Linked DNA regions of Triticum aestivum: region 2 is linked to region 1. Evidence: chromatin contacts called from public Hi-C data. All regions are on one chromosome and are shown on one strand. The core of a region is the stretch at or near the end of the contact, and the rest is flanking DNA. Distances in the headings are between cores, read along the strand shown. Region 1 holds the start of LOC123053821 (putative adenylate cyclase regulatory protein). Region 2 holds the start of LOC123053825 (trafficking protein particle complex subunit 2).

Region 1 (4,380 bases), core at 1,392-3,891:
TGTGCGCCATTGCGCCAACTAGCGCCGAATAAGCGCTCTCAACCCTTGCTATGAGTCTCTCTATTTATCATGTTCGAAGTAAAGTCCACATAATGTGCAAAGCGTTCCTTAGCCGACATTGTCCGGCGTTACGTGGAGGGATCTTCTCAACGTTTACATTTGCTTATTTTTCTTCTTCGGTTTCTAGTTGGTTTTCCTCAACAAAAAAAACTGGTTCCTGTAATTTGTTTAAAGGACTTTATGTTGTGATTCATCTCTCCCTTGTTAATAGCAGTAGCTAGATTGCAATATGTACCTTGTTCTTCAATACAATGATCATATCAGATGCCCTACGTGATTGTGATTCATCAGATGTAATCGTTATGGTGTGTTTGTTGCAGTGTAATGAATTGTCACTTTATGATCAGATTTGCATATGTCTTAATTCATTGATTCATATGAGTTCTTTTATGCGACATATATGCTCTTTGATATATCAGTATTGCACTAGCCGTGTTTAGATGAATGATCTTCTAGAGGAAGTTGCGTATTTTAGTTGAGTTTTGCAATTACTCTACAACAGAGATATAATGTGAAAAAAGGTTGTATTGTGTTGTTGCCACCAAGAGGAAGTTATGTAGTTGTCCTTTAAACACAGGGTGAAGACAATATATTATCTTTACCATGTCACTATACTTAGTGCAATACTCTATTTTACTTAATATTCTGAGATGCATACTAGATAGCGTTTTTGCGGTGGGGGTATAAAGTATAGGTGTTGTTGGATTAATGGTGTATAGATGTCCGGGCGTGATGCCTATATCCAGTTATGCCATGTATAATTACAGTCATAAAAACTGTAATTTAATCAATACACAATTGTAATTTGTTCACCATGTCATGTTATCTTGTATGGAGAGATGTCATTAGTGAAACTATGGGTCTCAGTCCATTCATCTTTTTTGCTTTCAACCCGGTCAACTTTCTCTTAATCCTGTTTAGAATCTGGATTTTCTTTTCTTTTGTTTCAATCAATACTTTCAAACACAAGTTACATTGATCTTTGTAACTAGAAAGGCTAGTAAGACTGACAATCTTACAAGTTTCGTTGGGGGCGATGCAAAGCTCTGCATTTGTCGCCGCTTTCACGCTTCCCTCACGGATGGTGTAGATGTTCTCTTGTGCTTGCACTCCTCCTCATCATGTGTGAAGCTCCTCTCAAACCTATACATGCGCGATGAAGAGTCAAGTAGTATACCATTGTCGAAGGTGACAAGACACGTGTAAAAGAGAAGATTCACCTTTATATGTTTGAAGTAGATGTTGCACGTGTCTCTTGACAAAGGAACTCTTACAGGTGATGTCTACGGGAGGCTCCGTATCACAAGGTGTGGATTTTCTGCGGCGAACCTTGCCATAGCCGCCTCATCGTTATCATCGGCGGAGGCTGCTGCATGACGAGCTGGTCCTTCTTCTCCTCCTTGCGCGACAGAATCCGTATTTGGGAGCGAGGAACTCCACCACCTCCTACCTCGTGACGTCCAAAAAGTTTAGCTCGGATTTCGACTCCAGGTACCTCCAAGCCTCAGTGTCATAAGCGCGCGCCGCGAGCTCTAGTGCCTCGAATATCCCGATCCGGTGCCAACATCCCAATGCACAAGATCTCCGTGGCATAGCGGCCGGACGACCGGAGCTGAATGCCGGGGAAACCCATGCCGCTCCTCAGCTTGGCGTTGCCGCGTGACATCCTCAAATCGGCGGTGGCAGTGGAGCGACGACGGACTAATTCGGTGGTTCAGCGGCCTGCCAGACGCAGAGACTATGGATCTGCGATGGGGCAGTGAAGTGGCTACCGAATGGGGTGGAGCGGTGGCTGATAGGGCGGAAGGGGGCGTTGACGATGGTGCCCATATTCGGCAGCAGCGATGATGTAGGGGAAGCCGCGGCAGGATGAAGTTTGACGTGCGCGGGCTTCGCGCGACCACGATATTTGTTTTGCGGCAACCGACTACTGCCATATATTTACAGCATGCGAGGCCAAAATAGATGCCGTAAAAATTTACAGCACGGTTTAGAGATAGGGCAGCTCCTAGAGCATCGTTTTTGATACGAATGCCTAAAACCGGTTGTTCAGGCGAAAGTCATCTTCATGCTGATATGGTCTGTTGAGATGCTCTAGTGCCCGATGTCACGTGTTTTCTCACCGCAACAAAAAGCAACATCAAACGTGTTCGTTTTGTCCCGTCGCACCAAAAAACTGACACATGCGGCTGCTGACTCGCACGCGATAGCAGTACTTCTGGACGACGAGTGTACCAGCGAGAGGCGATAAATAGCAAAACTGCGGTCGTAAAGCCGCGGGGCCCACGTGCACCCCCGCACAACGAACATCCCTCTTCGGGGTCACAAAACCGGGGTGCCGTGCGCCCGCCCGCCACGGTGGTGCCCCACCCCCTTTGCCCTTATCCCTTCCGCTTCCTGGTGGCCCCCGTCCCCTCGCTCACCACCCACCATCATCCGTTTCCTCCGTGTCACCGGCTGTGGGTCCAGAAGGTCCGCGGCCCCCGCGTGTCAGTGACGCAACCTTCCGTAGCCCCGCGTACCGTTCCAGCGCCCCGCGACACGTGGAGCTCGCACGCTGCTCCCCGGCGCTCGCTATAAGCCATTTTTCCTCCATCCCCACCTTTCCTCCTCCCTCCCCACTCGTGGCCGGACCTGACCTGACCTCGCGTCGTCACTGTCGCTCGCGAGACTTCGCCGGATTGGAATCAGATACGGCACGACGGCGACGATTTCAGCCGCCGGCTCCGTCGAGCTCCGCTAATCCGTGGCTCAGCCCAGCATCAGGTGGCTCCGGTGGCCTGATTCGACGCCCGATCAGGTAATTTCACCTCCTATGCAATAATAACTAACTTTAGGCGCGAGTGCGATTCTCTCGGCTGCTGCTGATTTCGTCCAGCCTCCGACGTGCTCTCCTCCGTCTCTGCTCTGATCCTCTCTTCTTCGGCTATCCCAATCCAGAGATTTGGGCATTTTTGCAGTTCGCTCTGCCTGCCGTCCGCGATTTGCAGAGCTTGGTGCGGACGGAACCTTCGATACTGTTGCATATTTGCAGGGTTCTGTGTTCTGTTCGGCATAATCATCCGCAGGGGCTGGTTGCTCTGTTCGTGGGGCTCAATTGCGTGTAGGATTGGTTGGCGGTGTGTGGTGATTGGACGCCCAGGCTCAGTTGCGTGAGAGATGAACACTTCACTCGAAACCGACCACTTGCATTAGAATCGATTGCGTGGGGGTTTGGTTTTGTCTGACTGCGTCTGCATACAATCTTCATCTTCTGATAGTAATTTCCTTACTGCGGTGCAAGTCAAGTTTATTGATTATATTAGCAATCTTCTGATAGTAACTTCCTTACTGCAGTGCAACTCAAGCTTATTGATTATATTGACAATCTTCTGATAGTAATTTCCTTACTGCGGTGCAAGTCAAGTTTGTTGATTATATTGGCAATCTTCTGATAGTAACTTCCTTACTGCAGTGCAACTCAAGCTTATTGATTATATTGACAATCTTCTGATAGTAATTTCCTTGCTGCAGTGCAAGTCAAGCTTACTGATTATATTAATTTATTGATGATGCAGGATGGCGTTGAAGAAGGCCAAGTCGTAGTCACGCCTGGAATGGATGCTAGGGAATCGAGCCGTGGCCAGGAAGAACACGCACCTCTGAGTCTATCCATGGTCCGTGACACTGTACGTCGATCCATAGACTTGAGGCAGTGATCAGGTTTTGTTCAGTGCAAGAACTCGCCATGGGCAGTGCCTGCTCAAGGAACAGAGGCCAGGTGGTCCATGAGGATCAACTGTACAGCGTCAAGTTCTCCAAGAGCGGCAGCTTCAAGTGGCTGCTCCACACGCTGTCACGCAGCAGCTCTGATGTGCTCCGGAAGGCGCAGGGACCGGGCCCAGGTCGCCGCCCGTCGCTGGTTGAACTTTGCGTGGCCAGAGTCCGTGAGGTAATCCTGTGACCTCATATCTTCAGAGTTTGGCCATGCGATGCCTCTTCTTGGCTGAGTTGATGTGGGTGATTGCAGGACATAAGTAGGTATTCAGATTTCTCCATGCTGCCTAGGGATCTTAGCCAGCAGATATTCAACGAATTGGTGCGGTGTAGCTACATCAATGAGGAGTTGCTGGGAGCTTTTCGCGACTGTGCTTTGCAGGTGAAATTTTGGTGCCTGTTTGGTAAACTGTTTCGAATGAAATAGACAGTGATGTTTTGTCTTAAATACAATTTTTAAGGCGAAACAATGGGAAAATTCCCCACTGAATTTTTTATTAATATGGGTTATGTACAAAAGAATGATGAATAAAATAATAGTACAAGTCTAGCTTATCCCTGTTA
Region 2 (4,380 bases), core at 1,109-3,608, 380 kb before region 1:
AGAGACATTGTTACCAAGCATATACCTAAATGCAATAGATGGAAAGAAGATGGAGTGCGGGACACATACCTTTGGTGCAGATCCAACTTCTGCCTCATATATTGGGATGTCATTCTTACTTACAATCACGAAACATGCTGTACTTGCCATTTCCAGCAACAGATTAGTTCCACTCTGACAGCAATCTTCAGATGTTGTAAACAAAATATTACTAAGTAAGTTTGATGGTTGGGAGGAAATACAGTTGAGCATAGAAACTAATCATCAACAAAAATCCAATGCACCACTACCCTAGCTCAAGGATAACATTAATAAACTCAAAACTAAGAATGAACATGTTATCAGCATCTAGCCAAGCCAGATAGGATTACATTTTCCCCCTCTATCCATGTGCCAATTTGTTGTTAATCTATCTTTAAGGCTGTAACTGATTACTGATGAGCATGCCTTCTGTTGCTTTTTACTAAGAACCTTTAACTGCAACTGAATATCATCTCACTTCTGTGGGCTAACACATTTTAGTTATGGCTCTGTTGCTGTTAAGACTCAAGCTGTGTTTGTACCGAAAACTCTGTACACTTGTGCTTCTACTAGGAATAGTTTTTATTGGTGTTAAAATCATAGTTCAGTGGAATAATTCCCAGTTGCTCAGATGGTAGAGACTGGAGCATGTGTGAAAAACTGACATGAAAAAGGTGCAGATTCATAGGTTTTATCTAGTTTTATTTCCAAAATTTCAACATTTTTTTTTGAAACAGAGGGCATCTCCCAGTTCCATTAACATGAAACCATGACTCATATAGCAAAATTTCAACAATTGCTCACTGCTCAGAGTAGAATAACAGCATAAAACTATAACAGCTACAACTTATCCTCCTCAAGTATGGGTGAATTTGTGACTTAAGTTGATACTATGGTTAAACCAAGTCTGGTTGAAGAAATTCTAGGCATCTCACTACAGATGTTTATAGCAATCTGTGGCAAGAAACGCCAGCTTGCGTCTTAACTGATTACTGATGTGCATGCCTTCTGTTGCTTTGCACTAAGAGACTTTAACTGCAACCAAATATCATCTCACTTATGTGCGCTAACACATTTTAGCTGTTAAGACGCAAGCTGTGTTTGTACCAAAAACTCTGTAAACTTGTGCTTTTACTAGACATAGTTTTTTTTTGGTGTTGAAATCGTAGTTCAGTGAAATAACTCTTAGTTGCTCAGATGGTAGAGAATGGGGCATGTGTGAAAAAACTGACATAAAAAAGGTGCACATTCACAGGTTTTTTCTAGTTTAATTACTAAAATTTCAACAATTTTTTTTTTGGAAATAGAGGGCATCTCCCAGTTTGATTAACATGAAACCATGAGTTGTATAGCAAAATTTCAAGCTCACTGCTCAGAGTAGAATAACAGCCACAAAATATTCTTCTCAAGTATGTGTGAGTTTGTGACTGAAGTTGATACTATGGTCAAACCAAGTCTGCTTCAAGAAGTTCTAGGCATCTCACTACAGATGTTTATAGCAATCGGTGGCAAGAAATGCCAGCTTATACTCTTTCAAAATCATATTATACTATAGTATTGGATTGGAGATGGAAGGGGAGCCTTGGCGCAGCGGTAAAGCTGTTGCTTTGTGACCAGGAGGTCACGGGTTCGAGTCCTGGAAACAGCCTCTTGCAGAAATGTAGGGAAAGGCTGCGTACAATAGACCCAAAGTGGTCGGACCCTTCCCCGGACCCTGCGCAAGCGGGAGCTACATGCACCGGGCTGCCCTATTGGATTGGAGATATATTTCAAAATCAGAGGACTCTTTCGTTGAGGCCCCAAGTGATCTAAGAATGTATCAAGCACTAAGAAAACAAAATCATATTGGGTGGATTTGAAGATACTCTGATCTCTACAGACCAACACGACAAAACGATAATACACAGACTTTTGCATATCCCACCCATTCATCAGATCTCAATATAATTCTACTCCCACTGGTCCTCACTTGTACAGCAATTCCTTCTTGGCCCAGTGGCTTTGTCAAGATCCTAGGTCTAGCTAAAAATAGCGGAGTCAGTATTCAACTGTACGTGATGTTCCCGATTCAACCACACTGCTGCTCCCTGTTGGTTCTTTTAACAAGCTATCCGCTGCTGATTAACCAAAGACTAAACTGATCCATCCAAACCTAAGAAAACTCGAGATGGGGGAGGAGAAGAGTAGGAGCTGCTCACATGGAAAGGGCGGAGGGAAGGCCGCAGAGTCTCCGGTCGCCGGAGCCGCCCGCCAGCGTCTTCCTGCTCGCGCCTCGGGAGAGATCAGAGGGTGGGAGATCTAAGCGCAACGAGTAATGAGACTTCGCCCTCTTTCCCGTTCGCTAGGTACCTGCCGCCTCTGGTTGGGCCGGGCCGGGCCGGTGCGTTGGGCACGCAGAGTCGTGGGCCTGCTCGAGCCGGTACGTTACAGACGACTGGGCCGACGTCTCGCGGCTGAAATCTCCACCGGTCTAGCCTGAGACCTCCGGCGAGACGCCGGCGGCAGCAGCAGTAGAGCAGTGTAGAAGCGTCCGGCCGCGTCGTATCACCGGCGAACTCGCTACCGACGGCGCGGGCCTTCTGCAATCTGCCTCCGACAAGCTAGTGAGGGTTCGTGTGATGAGCTCTGTGCTTCCGAGTCCCGAGCGCTGAACTGGATCTGAAGCGTGGTGGCTCTCTCAGGTGGGGTTCCCGGAGTTGAGAGCCCCGCCTTGCGGGATGGGAAGGCTGGCCGTCGCCGCCGCGGTGGCCGCATGGGCTATCCCGATCGCCGCCTTGGTTGACTCCATCGTGCCTGACCCCTACATGGTGAGTCCTCTTGCCACGATATGCATGTCTAATGTCACTTCTCACTTGCTTATAATCTGATGATGAAGTATGGTGGTATTAAGGCAATCTAGTTATCTGAAGAAATGCTAATTGGGAAACAACGATTCCTTTCGTTTCGCAACATCGTCATGCGTTAGGATTTATTTTTCACTGAAAATCACATAGGGTCTGAAGTTGCAACTACGCTTGTTTGCCCAATGCTGTTTATACAAGTAAGATATTAGGCACAAACATTTGCATTAATATGATAGCATTGGTTCTCATGTAGGAAAACGTCATCGTTTGCATGAAGGGATTTTGTGAGTTATATATAGTTTCATAGTTAAATAGAAAGTTGAGTTCTATGGAGAAATTAGATTCAGCAAGCAGATGTGGGGCATAGGTAGAGCTTTAGCAAGATCTTTAGGGTTCATACTTTTGTCTAATCTCGCTGTATTCTCATTCTGAAGATGTGTATAGCACAATATGCTTCCAAATAGAACATGATAACATATCCGCTACCACTTTATTGTTTGTTTTTAGGATGAGATATTCCATGTTCCCCAGGCACAGCACTACTGCCGTGGAGATTTCTTGACTTGGGATCCCATGATCACCACCCCTCCTGGCCTGTGAGCTTCAACTACTCCTCATTGCTTCAAACTCAAAGTTTTCTTGTGACGAACTGCTGCAATTTTGCAGGTACTACATTTCTCTAGCATATCTTGCTTCCCTGTTTCCTGGTGCATGGGCTATCAAGGTAGCAGAGGCATTTGACCCCCTTTGCACCACAGCACTTCTCCGGTCAACTAATGTTATAATGGCAATGGTCTGCGGTGTTCTTGTCCATGACCTGCTTCTGTGTATCAAGCCAGGAATTGGCAAGACGAAGGCAACTGCTTATGCTATTCTTGTAGCGTTGTATCCTGTCCACTGGTTCTTTACCTTTCTGTATTATACTGATGTCGCATCATTAGCTTCAGTTCTTGCGATGTACCTGTCCTGCTTGAAGAAACGGTTTTGGGTCAGCGCATTGGTGAGTGTTTGAACGTGGTTCTTTATAGCTTCGGTGAGATAAGGTTGCATTTTGTGGAGACCATAGCATATACATTATTTGTTGATTTATTGTGCTCACAACAGGAGTTTCTTTAGCTTGCTTGAGTTGCAGGAAGTTGTACATTCATAAAATTTATCCATAGCATACTTGATGGTGAAGATTGTTGATTCATAAGAAAATGTTCAGTGCCCCACATCATTTTTTAGCAACCAAACCACACATTTCACATTGAAATTTTTGATATACTTCCTGCCTTTGCTAATTATTTTTGTTCCTTTTGCCTGCAGTTCGGTGCTCTCTCAATACTTTTCCGGCAGACTAATGTAATATGGATGATATTTTTTGCTGCCAATGGAGCCATTGCATATGTGCAAGATCTTTCTCTCAGTGACTGCCTTTCTGATGAGAACAGTGAACCAACAGATAAATCAAGAACAGAAGTGTCTGACAGGGATAGCAAAGTCAGTGCTTTAGGTTTGAGAAGACGACGAACTA

Evidence for each region. A called contact is a pair of places that touch in the nucleus more often than the background predicts.
Region 2: a contact with region 1 is called in a Hi-C map of leaf, with 3 times the contacts expected there. The contact joins the promoter of LOC123053825 here to the promoter of LOC123053821 in region 1. A contact is called at or near these places in 2 of 5 Hi-C or Micro-C datasets (both in leaf) and 1 of 1 datasets of contacts at active chromatin or transcription factors (leaf).

The regions. Positions count from the first base shown.
Region 1 is chr2D:461,220,709-461,225,088 of IWGSC CS RefSeq v2.1, reverse strand. LOC123053821 (putative adenylate cyclase regulatory protein) reads left to right here and starts at 2,641. Exons shown (of 16, transcript XM_044477391.1): 1 at 2,641-2,860; 2 at 3,618-3,991; 3 at 4,070-4,198. The coding sequence starts at 3,788.
Region 2 is chr2D:461,597,275-461,601,654 of IWGSC CS RefSeq v2.1, reverse strand. It overlaps LOC123053825 (trafficking protein particle complex subunit 2), which reads right to left and starts at 2,358. Exons shown (of 5, transcript XM_044477402.1): 1 at 2,220-2,358; 2 at 70-185. The coding sequence starts at 150. It overlaps LOC123053822 (dol-P-Glc:Glc(2)Man(9)GlcNAc(2)-PP-Dol alpha-1,2-glucosyltransferase), which reads left to right and starts at 2,325. Exons shown (of 7, transcript XR_006425867.1): 1 at 2,325-2,828; 2 at 3,372-3,460; 3 at 3,531-4,380.